Regions from separate parts of the Sus scrofa genome. Here region 1 is linked to region 2. A link is a contact called in public targeted proximity ligation data. All regions are on one chromosome and are shown on one strand. The core of a region is the stretch at or near the end of the contact, and the rest is flanking DNA. Distances in the headings are between cores, read along the strand shown.

Region 1 (7,421 bases), core at 1,793-4,292, 560 kb after region 2:
AACACTGTTGGGGCCAAGAAGGGGTTAACCCTGAGTCACTCTCCTCCCACCTCTTCTCTCAGCCTCCCAGATACCATACAGCTGTTGAAAAGTATCTGTCAACAAAACTATTACTGTCTTTCCTGGGATCAACACTATGTCCTGGACCCTCAAGGTCAGCAGAGCTGCCTTTAGAGCAAGGAGAGGCGACAGGCAGAAAGCTTGCAAAAGCAGTGAAACCCCAAGTGACACTGGCAGGTGGAGGGCTTTCCCCAACTGCTGCGAATTCTAGAGGGAAAGGTAGGGCTCAAAGGGGAAAGGCTGCCCAACAAGATAAAGACATATTTCCACACCCTAAAAACCCTTTTCTGGAACAGCCTGAGTCCTTCCTCTCCCTTTCTCCCTTCTTGTCCCAGCTCATGCATGGTTCAGTTAGGAGAAAGAGTTGTTGTGAAGAATAAGTGACTAGACGTAGTATAATAAAATATTGGCTAATGGTTAAAAAACAGCTACTATTTGTCTGCCGCGTTAAGTCCTTTATATGTATCTACTTCGTGAAAGAACAAAAAGACAGAAACACCCTGCAAAGTTGAATCTGTCCTTTTACAGACAAGGAAACCAGTTAGGAGAGGTTAAGTAACTTAAAGTTGTTGAACTAGTAGATGGTGAAGTCAGAGTTTGAACCAAAGTCTAACTCTTACACCCGTGCATTTAATTACTGAGTGTGTTTCCTGCCTTCCTTTAATTCTCTTCTACTGTAGGAGGAGAGCCTGTTCTAGAGAGGATCAGACACAGGCAACCCAATCTCCTGGGATGTCTCATGTGACAGATTTCTATTGCCAGAAAGTCATGGTCAAGAGTCACAGTATGATTGCTGGTGGGATCTAAATTGTACCATCTTTCTGAAGGGCCATCTCTCAGTAGTCATCAAAATCCTGGAAAAGTGACATACCTTGACTTTACAGTTTAAATTAAAAAAAATAAAGACATTCACAAAATTTAGGCAGAGGTATTCATTGATGCTATTGATAATATTAACAAGTAAGGGGGAAAACCCTTCTGTTAAAAATCAGGATTTTAGGGAGTTCCCTTTGTGGCTCAGCAGGTTATGAACCCAACTAGTATCCATGAGGATGTGGGTTCAGTCCCTGGCTTTGCTCAGTGGATTAGGCTCTAGCAGTGCCATGAGCTGTGGCATACGTTGTAGACGCAGCTTGGATCCCACGTTGCTGTGGCTCTGGCATAGGATGGCGGCTGCATCCAGGATGGATTGGATTCCTAGCCTGGATCTTCCATATGCCACAGATGCAGCCCTAAAGAATACACACATACAAAAAAAAAAAAATCAGGATCTTGGTTAAATTATGAAATATATTGGATACTATAAATCCATTAAGAACAAAGTTATAGAATAAATAGACTGACATGATAATACGTTCATGATATATTGTGATCAAAATAGTTTGCAAATAGCATTAAATATGAGTCTATTTAAATTGATGTGTATATGTATATTTACATTAAAATTATATACCAAGCTAATAGCCCAAATGGGTGGGTGTAGAACTTATAACTATAGAATTATAAAATCTTGGGTTGAAGGGGCTCTTAGAATTGGTTTATTCCAGAGGTGCTTTTTCCAACATGCCTGACAGATAATACCCAGCATCTGATCCTGGGCTTCTGCTGTCAGGGAGCTCATTATCACCTCCTTTGCCCAATTTCGACGAATGTTTGTATAGCACGTGTAGTTTACAGAATCTTCTGTCTACACAGCACAACATGCTTTAGCAGAAACAGGAGGGTTCAAATTTAATCCTTCAAAAAGATTCACTGCTGAGAAGCCATTTTCTTCCATAACTTTCTCTTCAGGGGAAGACTATTATGTAAATCCAACTAAGCAAAGCTTATGCAATAATTTGAGCTTTCCCAATCACCAGCAGTAACAGCTCCAGTATCTATAACCAGCATCAGAATCTGTAGCTAGTGCCTCTAAAGGCTTTATTTGTTTACATTAGTGATAAGTGCCTCCAAGGGGCTTTGTTTATTTATGTTAGTGATACTTCTGGAAAATTCTGCCAATGAAAGCCAGGCTCCACAGGATAAACCGAACACAAAAATGAGAAACTTACTGTACTGTATGCAAAACCTAGAGCTGAGCTAGGTCCTCAGGGTATGTTTAATGTTCTTGAATTTTCTAACTTGTTCTCCTGGCTTACAGTCTGTGCATCACCAAACTCTATAGCAGAGTACTAGCCAAAGTCAAGAAGTTTTTCTGAAACTGGACATCCATGTGGTGAGACAGAGAATTATTTAATTTGGAATAGCAAGTTAGCCATAGAAAGAAGGTGTGTGTTTGGGGGAGGGGGTGGTGATACATGTAATTCAGTCACTCAATCATTCATTCATCCCTCCATCTGTGTGCCAGGCATTTAACTAGATGCTAAGCAGTAGGGCACAAGACTAACAGTTGCTCACTGCCCAGGGGTTCCAGTAGAGCACAGTAACCGCTATGACGGTGAAGGCCTGAAGGATGGAATGATACATCAGGAAGAAAAGAGGGGGAGGTGAGGATTCCAGGAAGAGGAAAGACTACACACAAAGAATCAGTAACCTGAAGGTAACAGCTGAGTGGCCAAAAGTTGAATTTTGCTGCAGAGAGAGCAACTAGCCAGCTAAGCAAAGGTCAGATCGTGAAATATCCTTTAGGCCAGCTCAATGTCTGGATTTTATGTTCAAGCAAGAATTACCTGGCAATACTCTGTAGCATGGTAGGTAAGAGCCTCAATTTTAAAATCGACGCCTGGGTGTGAAAGCCTTCACTCTTATCATGAACCCCTTGAAACTGCTAATATTCACGCACTCCTGACCTTCAAAAACGGCAGTCTCATATGGTTCAACCTCATTTAAAAAAAAAAAAAAAAAAAAAGGAAGAATTGGTTCCCATCTCTGAAGCAGCCGGAGCCTGCCGAGGTCCCATTCATTACCACAGGGAGTGACACAGCCTATCGGAGTCCAGCCAAAGGCCCGCAGGTCTGCTGACTCCTGTGAGAAATGACACCTGCCTTAGCTGGCAGCACAGGGCAGGCTGTGCCCAGAAAAGGCACTAAGTTTCAGCATGCACTCCATGTCCTCAAACCTACCTCCCCTGCAGGGCCCGGCCCTGCCTCTCCTTGGCCTGGTTTAGGTCAGAAAATGTATAATCACAGGGCCTGCTGCTTCTGTCACCCCTCAGCCATCTGCTGGTGTCGGAGGAATTCCTGGCAAACCAGGCCCATGCACACGCATGCCTCTCTTTCTCTTTCTCTTGCTCATTTGCTCCCTTTCTTTGGCTCGGAATCTGCCTCCTCGGTAAGGCAGGGATGAGCTTTCTGAATTGTGTTTATTTGTTGGCACTCGGGTGTGAAAGCGCTCCCCGTCAACTGCATATTAATCTTGTCAGCAGTTTGTATCTATGTTCCCCTGCCTCGCTCCCCTGGCCTAATTTATGGCTTTCCCTTCCCTTGTCCCTATTGTCCCAGGGACAGGGAGCTCTCTGGAATGGGTGCTCAGGCCTGTAATGGGAGCAAGACCTGTCCTTAGAAGGTGAGCTGCAGAATGGTGCAAAATCCTGCAGTTTGTATGGCAGGGGTAAATTGAGACCAGGCCTCCCATTTACTGACATCCTACCATGTGCTCCACGCATTGCTTAGTGCATCCGCAGAGAGAAGAACTGGGAAAGCTGGTCCCTGGCTTCTAGTGGAGGAAGCACCTGGGACAGCAGGCAGGCAGTGCGGCCAGCATGTATATTTTAATTGCTCAGCCACAGATGTTAATAGCGCAGACATGAGATTTCAGACAAGAATGGGTTTAAATCCCAGTTCAGGTTGGCGTGACTGTCTGTGTGTCCACTTGCAATGAACATATTCATTATCCATCTCAGTTTCCTCATCTCTAAATTCAGTGAAATTAGAGATGAATTTACTCCACAGCGTAAATTTGACTCCAGAGAGCAGTCACGTGAACTGTGAGCTCGAGAGTGCCTTATAGCTCCTTTATAACGTGTGGCACATACGAAGCATTCAACTTATGAGATACATTTTTATGTTATTTTAACGGAGAAGGGAGGGAGAGGAAGAGGAAGGAAAAGAAATTCATGAAATGGTGAACTTGGACAACTAGGAAAGGTTCTTAATAACATTGACTTTGAAGCCCTGCCTGAGCCTTGTGTTAATATTGAGCTTCTTATATGATTAGACCCTTAGTAACAGGCTGTGTGTTGGAAACCTCGATAAACCGAAAGCTGGTCCGCCTCGTCCTGACTCTGCCCCTGGACTCAGACCAGAGCTCAAACACTGAGTGTGTCTAACGCCTCAGGTGCTGTCCCTGAAGGCTTCGTATCCTGAACTAGAATTTCTTTATGATGATCAGTGGCTACAAGGAGCTGTCATAAGCTAAATCTGATTTCATGCCTGAATCACCGCCGCTCTTATCCCCAAGGTCAACCTGGGGCTGTTTTTCTAGTCGTCTTCTGTGGCAGAGGTCGTAGTCACAGCCCTAAATTAGACGCAGCCTGACGTGCTGAGAGTAGCCCCATGCGGTTCAGAATGAAACCTTGCCACACAGTCTCTCCCTTGTGGGCCCCAAGCTCCTTCCAGAAAACTGGTATTCCATTCCTCCCAAGGCAGGTTCCAAGCTTATGCTTCCTCTGTGGACCTCTCTTGCGTCAGTGTTTTTGTGACATTCTTAGAGACCACAGGAATTCTGATATGCCTTGAATTCTGATACTTCTTCATTTAAAAAGTTAAAAGCGAACCTGTTAGACCCTCTGCCACACTCACGTACCAGTGGTGAACAGACAGAATGAGACAGCCAGCTAAGCCGAGCCTTTCCCTCTCTGGCCTTTTCCAGACTTTTCAGACTCTGTGCTCCGACGCGGCTAGTGTTACCTGGTCCTTCAGGTCTCAGGTGTATTTTGGTGGAGGAAGCCTTCGCTGACCAAATCTGTCCCCCTGAGCACCCTCTGCTTTCCTGATTACATCTTAGTGTCTGTGGGTCTCTTCCCCCCAGGGACTGCAAGGACCATGCTAGTTGTGTTCATTATTTCCTGGGGCTCTCTAGCGTGGTGCCTGGCTTTGGATGTCTATCTATCGAAGAAAGAAAGAGGGAGAGACAGGGATGCAGTATATACAGTGATTGGGGCTAGCTAAACACAAAGTCAACCTCTTGAATATGGGGCCTGGAATGCTAAGACCCAGTGATGGTTCCCCACGTGTCAGGGAAGCAGTGGAATCAAAGGGTCTGAGCGTGGGCTCTGCCGGGCGTGACGTAAGGGACTTTTGACATTTGTTTGTTGTTCCTTTAATGCCGCTCTTAGGTTGATCCTAACTTACGTATGAGCTTTTCTGTCATCCTGAGACCAGAAGTCTCACTTTGCTTTCTAGCCAGAATTTTAGCCTCAAAAATTACCATTATTTTTCGATTCAGTTTCCACTTTGGCTAAGAGTCACTTATGTCAGAAACAATTAAGAACTAAGATATGTAATTTTTGGCATGTTGGTGGAGAGAAACATTTGTGAAATAAACCAGTGCCAGCAAATACATGCAAGTTAAGAAACAAACTCAAAAAATACCTTTATCTCTCACTCACTTGCACACAAGTACACGTGCATGCACGTGCGCGCGCGCGCACACACACACACACACACACAAGTGGAAAGTTAGAAGCTGAAAGGAATCACAGGAAGGAGGGAGGGACATCTAGTTTCTAACTTACTAATTTTATGCCTCTGGCAAGTGATTTGATCACACCATGTCTCAATTCCATTGTCTATAAAATTGAGGTAATAATGCCTATCCGATGGGATGGGATTGTTGAGAAGATTAACAATAATATCTGTAAAGCACCTCACACATAGTAGGCACTCAATAAAAGACGATGATGATGGTGATGTCTCTGGCACTTACAGGGGAGGAGCTGAGGGGACAGTGAGTTTTCTGGGAAACCCAAACCCCCTGCAGCTTGCAGGAAAATCCCGGGCTGGATTCCTGGGATGGTATCGTGCAAACACCATGGAGACATCTGACTACATGACTTAGCACTGATTTATAGAACTTGGCGGCCTGTCCAGGACCCGAGGGCTGTCTCCAGCCCGGGCATACCTGGCTGAGAGTGTTGGTGGAAGCTTCTCTGTACGGTGACATTTCAGAAAGCAAATCAGCTCTGAGTGCTCCTTATTAAATGGTACTTCGGACATTCCTGGGGGTTCTCAGCTCCAAGCAGATACTTCGGTCTGCTCCATTTTGTCAATCTGTGGATTAAATCTCGATGCCTTTTATCATCACACCAAGGATGCAATAACACTTTCTCCTTCAAACCCTTGAAAAAGTAAAGGGGGAAACTCACGAGGACCTCTGTGCAGTCGAGGGGCTTATCTCTGGCCAAGGCTGCGGGGCTCCCTTGCTCCCAGCTGTGGCAGGCAGTTCCCTAAAAGAATGTGCTCCCTAGATGCCTGGTCACAGGAAACAGACACACAGACTGGAAGGAAGTCTGTGCTGTGTGGCATTTCTTCCTGCCCGGAGTGTCTGATGAGAGAAGCAAAGGAAGCATTTCTTCTCAGTTGTCTGAGTGAAGCACTTCGACCTCTCAGTTCCCACCAGCTCCATCTCTTTATACACACTGAGCACGCTCCTCCTCTGCGTCCCTCTCTGTTCTTCTCTGTCAGGGACGCCCCTCCTCTCCTCTCCACCTGACCATTCTCCAGGTTCCAACCTACTCTCTCTCCATGCAGCTCCTTGAATCTGTTTCTACTGTGTTTCTCTCAGCAAGATCTCACTTCTCTGAACTCTTACGAAAAGCAGAAAATCTGAATTTGGTATGCGAACATCCCTTGCGATCTTTACAAAGAATTAACTTGCCTCTGTACCTAGGTCCCAAGCACCTTAAGGTAAAGAAGCTCATGATTTTTAAGAAACCCCACCTTTGTGGTACAATATCATAATCAGAGATTCAATAGGTTCCAAAGATCAAGTGTACGGTGGGTCTGAAAATGTGTGAGACCAAGGATATATTAATCCGGGACCATAAAAATGGGAAACCAGTTCCTGCAAGCAGGAGAGACATAGGGGGTCAGTAGGTGAACAGACAGGCTCTCTTAGAGAGATTTGATAACAGGGAGCAAGGGACCGAGGAAATAAATACACCAAGTATTTCCGTGGTCATGGCCAATAGAAGGGATTGGAATGTTAGACCCTGGAGACCTGGCTGAGACAGAGTCCAGAAACTACCTAAGAAGTGCCCTGGCTTCCTGGGGGAGCAGTGACTCAGCAGAAACTCTCACCCTGCAGCTTAAATATCCCCATTCCTTATTTAATGCTGACAGAGAGACCTACTAAAGCAAGTTCTAGTACACCCTCTTGCCAGGCCAGATTTGTCTCAAGGATAGAGCAAGGTCTCATCTGTA
Region 2 (7,460 bases), core at 730-3,229:
ATTTTCCCACCCACTTGCCAACAAGATATTAGAAAATGTTTCCATCTTTGTTAACTAATATCCTTGTCTTTGAAAAACGTTTGCAAATTGATCTTGTCATAAATTCTTTTCAGCTCGCCCTGCAACTTCCCTATTTTTTCCCAGGTACTGAAATTAAGTTTATAGGGCTGTAGGGCAATTTCTTCTTCCCTTTAAACAGGCATCGGGTTTTGTTTAATCTCTCAGGCGTCCCTGCTCCTCCATTTATTACCAATCATTACTTTAACTTATTCTTTTAGGATCCTGGGGTGCAAGTCATCAGGGCCGGAGGCTTTCAAGGTGTTGAGTCAATAAGAAATGGCAGCAAACAGTTCTTGTTAGTGAGGGAGAGAATAAAAGGCATGTCACTCAGGGTTTCTGGGTGCAACTTTGGTTCAATTATCTTCAGATGTTTAAAATCAAGGCTGTTTCCAGACCATTTCAAAGAACAGCAGGGCAACCTGCTGAGAACTGTGTGAAATGAACACCCTGTTATAACTAATTAGTGTTACTGTTTTCCTTGCAGTCAGGGGCGAGAGGAAATATATGAAGGGTGTTTATCCCTTCCTGTAGTAGAAAGAGGTGGAACCACTGGAAAGGCCTGGAGGGCGACCCAGAGCATGATTCCTACACGACGGTTCCCACCTTTCTCCAAAGAATGGCTGTGAGCAGTTGTGATCCGGGGCTGCTCGTTCAGTCCAGTGCTCTGCCTTCTTGACCCACGCGTAGGCTCTGTAGGTTGTTTTTACAAGAGGCCTAAGACAAATAGCCCATTCAATTAAATTCAGCAACTATTCATTGAACACTGAGTGTGTGTAGATGAGTGAGGAATGGTCTCTGTGGTAAGGACTTTAAAAGCTAGACACAAAGGGTAAATGAAGAGGTACTATGCGAGATTTCAAGGATAGTGGTTATAAGCTTTGGCTGGCTTTGAATTGTGATTTTTGTCCCTTACTGGCCCTGAAAACTTGAGCAGGTTGCTTAACTCCTCTTGACTTCAATGTTCTTATCTATTGAGGTCTGTTAAAAGAATTACACAAAGGCATCTGTAGTTAGTGAATCAATTAACCTTAGCAGATGTTTCACCATCAAGGGCTATGCCTTGGGAAGATCCATGTAGCAGTAATAAGTAAGATGATGAAGGGTGGAATGGGGAAAGAGAAAGGGGAGCTCAGAGATGAGTTAGGATAGGTTAGGTCACACGGCTGTGACGAGTAAGCCGGGAGTGATGCTCCTTTGCCCTAGCGAAAGCGGCTGCCTTATGCCAGCTGTACAGTGCCCGCATGGAGACTGCTCTACGACACAGCAGCACCCCTTCAGTTTCAGTGGAGGGAGTGAATCCCACTTTAATCCTAGAGTAGTTCATTCACCATTTCACAAGCATTATCTTAGGCAGACAGGCTGCTAGGTGCTGGAAGGAAAATGTGAATACACACAGTCCCTGTTCTCACGAAGACAGATATGCAAGCAGATGAATGTGATACAGGATAAGTGTTTTGACGGAGTGTGTGTTCTGTACAGAGCAGGAACGCCTGACCCAGCTTGGCTTGAGAAAGAGCCAGGAAGTTGTTTTTAATCTTCTGATTCCTACCAGAGCCTGGATGAAGGAAGACCTTGCATGAATTCCTGGTGCCTGTGAGCTGCTGCTCTCCTACTGCCCCCAGAGCCCAGGACCACGGCCACCCCCTTCTTCTGTTCCCAGTCTCTGCTGCTACTGGTACCTGCAGGTCTCTGGCTATGGCTGCCCTGTGTCCATGACAGCAGCAGTAACAAATTGTTCCTCCCTCACGCCAAGAGGATGGGCTGGCCCAAGCCCAGGATGACCAAATTGTACTTCCAGCCACTTGTGCGTTGATCACATCTTGGTTTCTGCCCGCTCTCCTCCCTTCAAAGCAATGAGTGGCAGACATTTGGTAGCGTTGAGTCAGAATGGCCACTTGTCCCTATTTGCTCATACCCACTCAGCTTCAGAACACCAAGGCCTGATCCCGAGGGAAACTCTGCCGGCTCACACGCTAGCCTGCTCGGGAGGCTGTGTCATGTCCTATAAATGACAACCCTGCGCGTCCTGCCCTGGCATGCCTTCCTGCACCCTTCCTTTCATTCTCCAGTTTGGCCTCCTGGTCACCCCACCTTGTTATGTAACCTTTGATTCTTGTCGGGACTGGCTCTTCTAGGGTCTTGGGAAGCTGACAGCTGTGGACACCAAAGCCCAAAGAAACTCAGGCATGGAGTCTGGCTAGCAAGTCACTTACCTCAAAGATGGGAGAGCTGGTAGCAGGGATGAAGGTGCAAGTGCAGTGAAGAGTTGCAGGTGCTCTCTGGGTCTGATTTGCATCACTCTTTCCATCCAGTTGCAAAAATGCATTGGGCTCTTGAAACTAGAGCTTTCTGGTGTGAATTAGATGAAACCTGAGCTGTGTGGAAGGTGGCAAGTTTTCCAGTGCGAGCCTCGTGTACTTGGGTGGAAAGTCACGTCAGGCCCATAAACACAGCAAGATGGAGAAGTGGCCAAAAGCAGAGGCAGAAATAGTTCAGGGGTCCCCATCTTGCCTCACTCAAACCCACCAGCTCCTGCCAGACAATCTTTTCCCTTGCTCTGCCTTCCCTCTTTTCTCTTCTTTGTTTTTCTCTCTCACTTCAAGTTTTGTTTTGTTCCTGGGCCTCTTCAGTTAGCCTCCGGGGCTGCACTTGTTCTTGCCAGTCTCTGAATTGCTGGGTCTTTTCCTGGAGTGCAGGAGAGATGCAGAGAAACTGGTTTCTCTCCAAGGCTTCTCCTCTCTGGGAAGCTGCAGGAAGTGTGCCTCTCCACTCAGCCCCAAGGCAATGTATTCCAGGTATCCGAACAAGGAGGAGAAATTGGCTCCTAACAGAAGTTTTAATCAGAGTGTTTTGGATGTGTTGAATTTATTGAAGATATTTCTGCTTCTTCTGGTTTGGAAGTGAGATTTCATCTCTTTCTCCTTTGGCCCATGCGTAGGTCTCACAGCACCCCAGACTGCATTCACTCTCTAGTTAATAATAATGAATTAGACGGAAGTAGGACTGACACGGTTGGAAGAACAAATCTCTATATTTTGCTGGTGCTCAGAATGTTAAGGTGATTTGGGGAGACGGGGAAAACACAGTAGTAATGCAGCAGGTGCTCTAGCAGCAGTAACTCCAGGGAGGGCTCCGCTCAGCTTGGCAGGGATGGTGTGCTTTTTTTCCAGCTGCAGAGACTGGAGCCCCCACCGTGCTGACAGAGGTCAGGTACTGGAAATATCAAGGACCATCATCTCTCAGGCACCAGCCTGAGACACCTCGTCCATTTCACATTCAGATGCAGAAGCCTTGCACACCTGGCAAGCCACAGTCTTCTGCCTTCCAACAGGGAGAGCTGATGGTCTAAGTACTGACTCTGCAAAGCTTCTTGGCTGAAAGCTTTCTGGCATGGGGCTAGAGTGTATCCCCCAGCATTCGGAGTTGGGAGGATTCAGTGAGGTAATGTGGCCAGCACCTAGCCCAGCTCCTGATGCAGAACAGGTACCTAATTGTCGACCTTCTTTCCTCTACTCCAACTCCTCCTTCTCTGCCTCATCCCACCTTCTCCTTCAGGGAAGATTACCAGAATTTGCACTATATTTCCCATTGTGTAAATGGAAGATGTTATACTTTTTGGTGATTGTTAAGACTTCCTTTCTCTGTGTTTGACACTCTGTTCAGTAGTATTTATAATACGGGGACACCAGTCATGGTTTTCTACCCACCCTGGAATCAATTTGCCATCTCTCTATCCCAATTTCTGTCTTTGCTTCTCCTAGGGTGGGACCTCTGTTTAATATTTCCCTGGTTAGAACCAGGTCATTGGAAAGCAGAAGAGGCAGGGCTGGCCTGGTGGAGCTGGCAGGGTGTTGGTGAGCACATCCGCATTGCCTGACAAGGCAAGCTATCCGTAAAACGCAGGCTGGAGCTATGAGGCCTTGGCTACTTTGTTGTGGTGTGTGTTGGAGGGCCACTGGTAGTGGTATGTGAGGATATTGGGGGAGCAGAGTGAAGCCCTAGACGGTCCTATGGCAAGGCCAGGACTGGGGCGAGAAACTAATCACTCATGGAGGGTGATTACTGCACTAATCAAGATAAATAATACTTGACTACAATATTTTAAAAAGTGAAGTTAAAGTGGAAAAAATCCATAGTGAACTAGATATCAAAATATTGGAGTGATAGTGGAGCCTGAGGCAAAAGGAAAGGCTAGTAACACCAATCTTTTCTTATCTTAGTTGGCTCGGGCTGCCATAACAAAATATCATAGATTGGGTGGCTTAAACCACAGACATTTATTTCTCACAGTTCTGGAGGCTGAGAAGTACGAGGTTAAAGTCTATCCAGCAGTGTTGGATTCTAGTGAGAGCTCCTTTCCTGGCTTACAGATTGGTGCCTTCTCATCGTGTTTTCTCATAGGGTGGAGAGAGACAGAGACAGAGAGAGGGCTGGCTCTCTGGTGTCCCTTCTTATAAGGGCACTAATCCCATTATGAGGGCCCCATCCTCATGAACTCATCTAACCTCCCAAAGACCTCATTTCCCAATAGCATCACATTAGGGTTAGAGCTTTAACATATACATTTTGTTGGGGATGCAAACATTCAGTTCATACTGCTGTCTATTTGGTATTTTGATATTTTGCTCATCACTGATTTTTGTATTAATGTTGATTTAAAATATGTTGCATTAAGGAGTTCCTGCTGTGGCTTAGAGGTTAACAAATCTGACTAGGAACCATGAGGTTGCGGGTTCGATCCCTGGCCTCATTCAGTGGGTTAAGTATCCGGCTTTGCGTGAGCTGTGGTGTAGGTGGCAGACGTGGCTCGGATCCTACGTTGCTGTGTCTGTGGCGTAGGCTGGTGGCTACAGCTCCAATTAGACCCCTAGCCTGGGAACTTCTGTATGCTGCCGGTGCGGCCCCAGAAGAGACAAAAAGACAAAAAAAAAAAAAAAAAAAAGAATATATATATATATATATATATATATATGTATATAGCATTAAAAATATAATTTATCCTTTCTTTTTTTTAGTTTGTTTGCTTTTTTAGGGCCTCACCTGTAGCATATAAAGGTTCCCGGGCTAGGGATTGAATCGGAGCTACAGCTGCTTGCCTACACCATAGCCACAGCAACACATCTGCAACCTACACCAAAGCCACATCTGCAACCTACGCCACAGTTCACAGCAAGCCTGGATTCCTGACCCACCATGTAAGTCCAGGGATTGAACCATCATCCCCATGGATACTAGTCAGATTTGTTAATGCTGCACCACAATGGAAACTCCCAAAAATATCATTTATCTTGATTACTGAATTTTTTGGTGCCACCTTAAATTCTTCACTCCTGGCCCTTCCTTACGGAAACCCCTACTCCTGGATCTGAGGTTGGGGGCATTGGACCAAGGCATCACCCTGAGCCAAAGGGTCAAGGTCTGACTACTCACTTGATTGTCCAATGCTGATCAAATTTTTCATTTCCTTATTCTTCCTGGATCATTGTCAAGGGTATGGTTGCATTTTCAGCACTTAATTATTTTCTTTGTCCCATAGTACTTTGCATTTCATTCAACACTGCAATAATATAATATTCCATAATCAAGTCTAATTTCCTAAATTTGTCCTATGAATGGAGGTAGAAAGACACCAGAGAATCCATTCTGAATCTTCAGCTTTGTTAGGCAAACTGTAATTTTGATGTGTCAGCAGATTTAATCTAATTTTATTTTAATTAAAAAAATTTTTTAATCTTTTTATTTTTAAGGGCCACACCCACGGCAAATGGAGGTTCCCAGTCTAGGGGTTTAACGAAAGCTGTAGCTGCCAGCCTATGCCGCAGCCACAGCAACACTGGATCCCAGCTGCGACTGGGACCTACACCACAGCTCAGGGCAATGTAGGATCCTTAACGCACTGAGCAAGGCCAGGGATCAAACCTGGATAGAGTTGGGTTCGTTACTAATGGACAGTAGTTGGGTTCGTTACTGCTGAGCCACGAGGGGAACTCCTTAAACTAATTTTAAAGACTACAGATATCTCTTTAGCTCTCTGATACTGTGATGACTTTTTTCAAAATTTTTTGATATTTTCCTAAAATTAAACATTTTGAACTTTTGATTTTGATATAATATAAAATTTACAGAAAAGGTATAGCAACTATATAGTTCTTATATAGAACTTCTGTATCCTTTTTGCTCAAATTCACTGATTATATTTTGCTTCATTTGCTTTCTGTCTGTGTGTATAAATACACACATAAACATTTTATATATATGTATACACACACACACACACGCTTGAATAATTGTTTTTTGAACCATTTGTTAGTAAATTGAGGACCTCATTCATTGATATAGTCTATATTTAATTTTCATTATTTGTCCTAATGTCCATTACAGATACTCCTTTTCCTGATTCAAGATCTAATCCACAATCATGCATTGCATTTAGCTGTCAAATTCCTTTAATCTCCACTAATCTGCCAAAGTTCCTCAGCCTTTCTTTGTCTTTCTTGACCTTTGTTATTTTTTTGAAATGCATGGGCCAGTTATTTCATAGGCTTCCCCTAAGTTTGTCTGACGTCTCATGTTTAGATTCAGGTTATGCATTTTTGGCAGGAATACCACAGAAATGTGGTATCCTCAGTATACTGTATCAGGAGCACATGGCATTGGTTTATTCCAGTTTTGGTGATGTTAATTTCTCTTTTCTGTCTTTCTTTTTTGTTGTTGTTGGTTTTTGTTTTTTGAGAAGACGTCACCTCGTCACTTTCCCCACCCACTCTGGTTTTTCTGTGTTCAGTATTATTAAGATATAATCAATGTAAAACACTGAGTTCACTGTGTACCATCTGATGATTTGACACATATATTTATTGTGGAATGATGCCCACAATAAGATTAGTTAACATATCCATCTTGATAATGTTAACGTTGATCACTAGGTTAAGGGAGTGGTCAACCAGTTCTCTCCACTGTAAAGTTAGTTTGTTCTAATCGAAGTCAAATAATTTATGGAGAGATATTTTGAGACTATGTATCTTGTTCCTAATCAAACTCTCACCTACCTCTTCTTTTTTAGCATCCATTGATGATTTGGCTCCATTTTTATTTTGTTCAAAATATTTTAAAATTTCTCTTGATATTTCTTTTTTGGCTCTACATTATAAGTGTGTTGCTTAATCTCCAAGTATTTTAGGATTTTTCAGCTAGCATTCTGTTCTTAATTTCTAGTTTAATTTCCTTGAGGTCCAAAAGCAGACGTTGTATTATTTCTTTTCTTTTAAACACATTAAGGTGTGTTTTATAGCCCAGAATGTGGTCTGTCTTTGTGACTGTTCCATGTGCACTTGAGAAAAATGTGTCCTCTGCTGTTGTTGGATGAAATAGTCTGTAGATGTCGGTTATATCCAGTTGAT

Evidence for each region.
Region 1: a contact with region 2 is called in a targeted proximity ligation map of skeletal muscle. A contact is called at or near these places in 1 of 47 Hi-C or Micro-C datasets (skeletal muscle) and 1 of 2 datasets of targeted methods (skeletal muscle).

The regions. Positions count from the first base shown.
Region 1 is chr4:102,500,594-102,508,014 of Sscrofa11.1, forward strand. All of the region lies in intron 3 of LOC110260334 (a long non-coding RNA gene), which reads left to right. Among named protein-coding and RNA genes, the nearest start is that of SPAG17, 92 kb to the right of the region's middle.
Region 2 is chr4:101,942,277-101,949,736 of Sscrofa11.1, forward strand. All of the region lies in intron 2 of TBX15 (T-box transcription factor TBX15), which reads left to right. Among named protein-coding and RNA genes, the nearest start is that of TBX15, 27 kb to the left of the region's middle.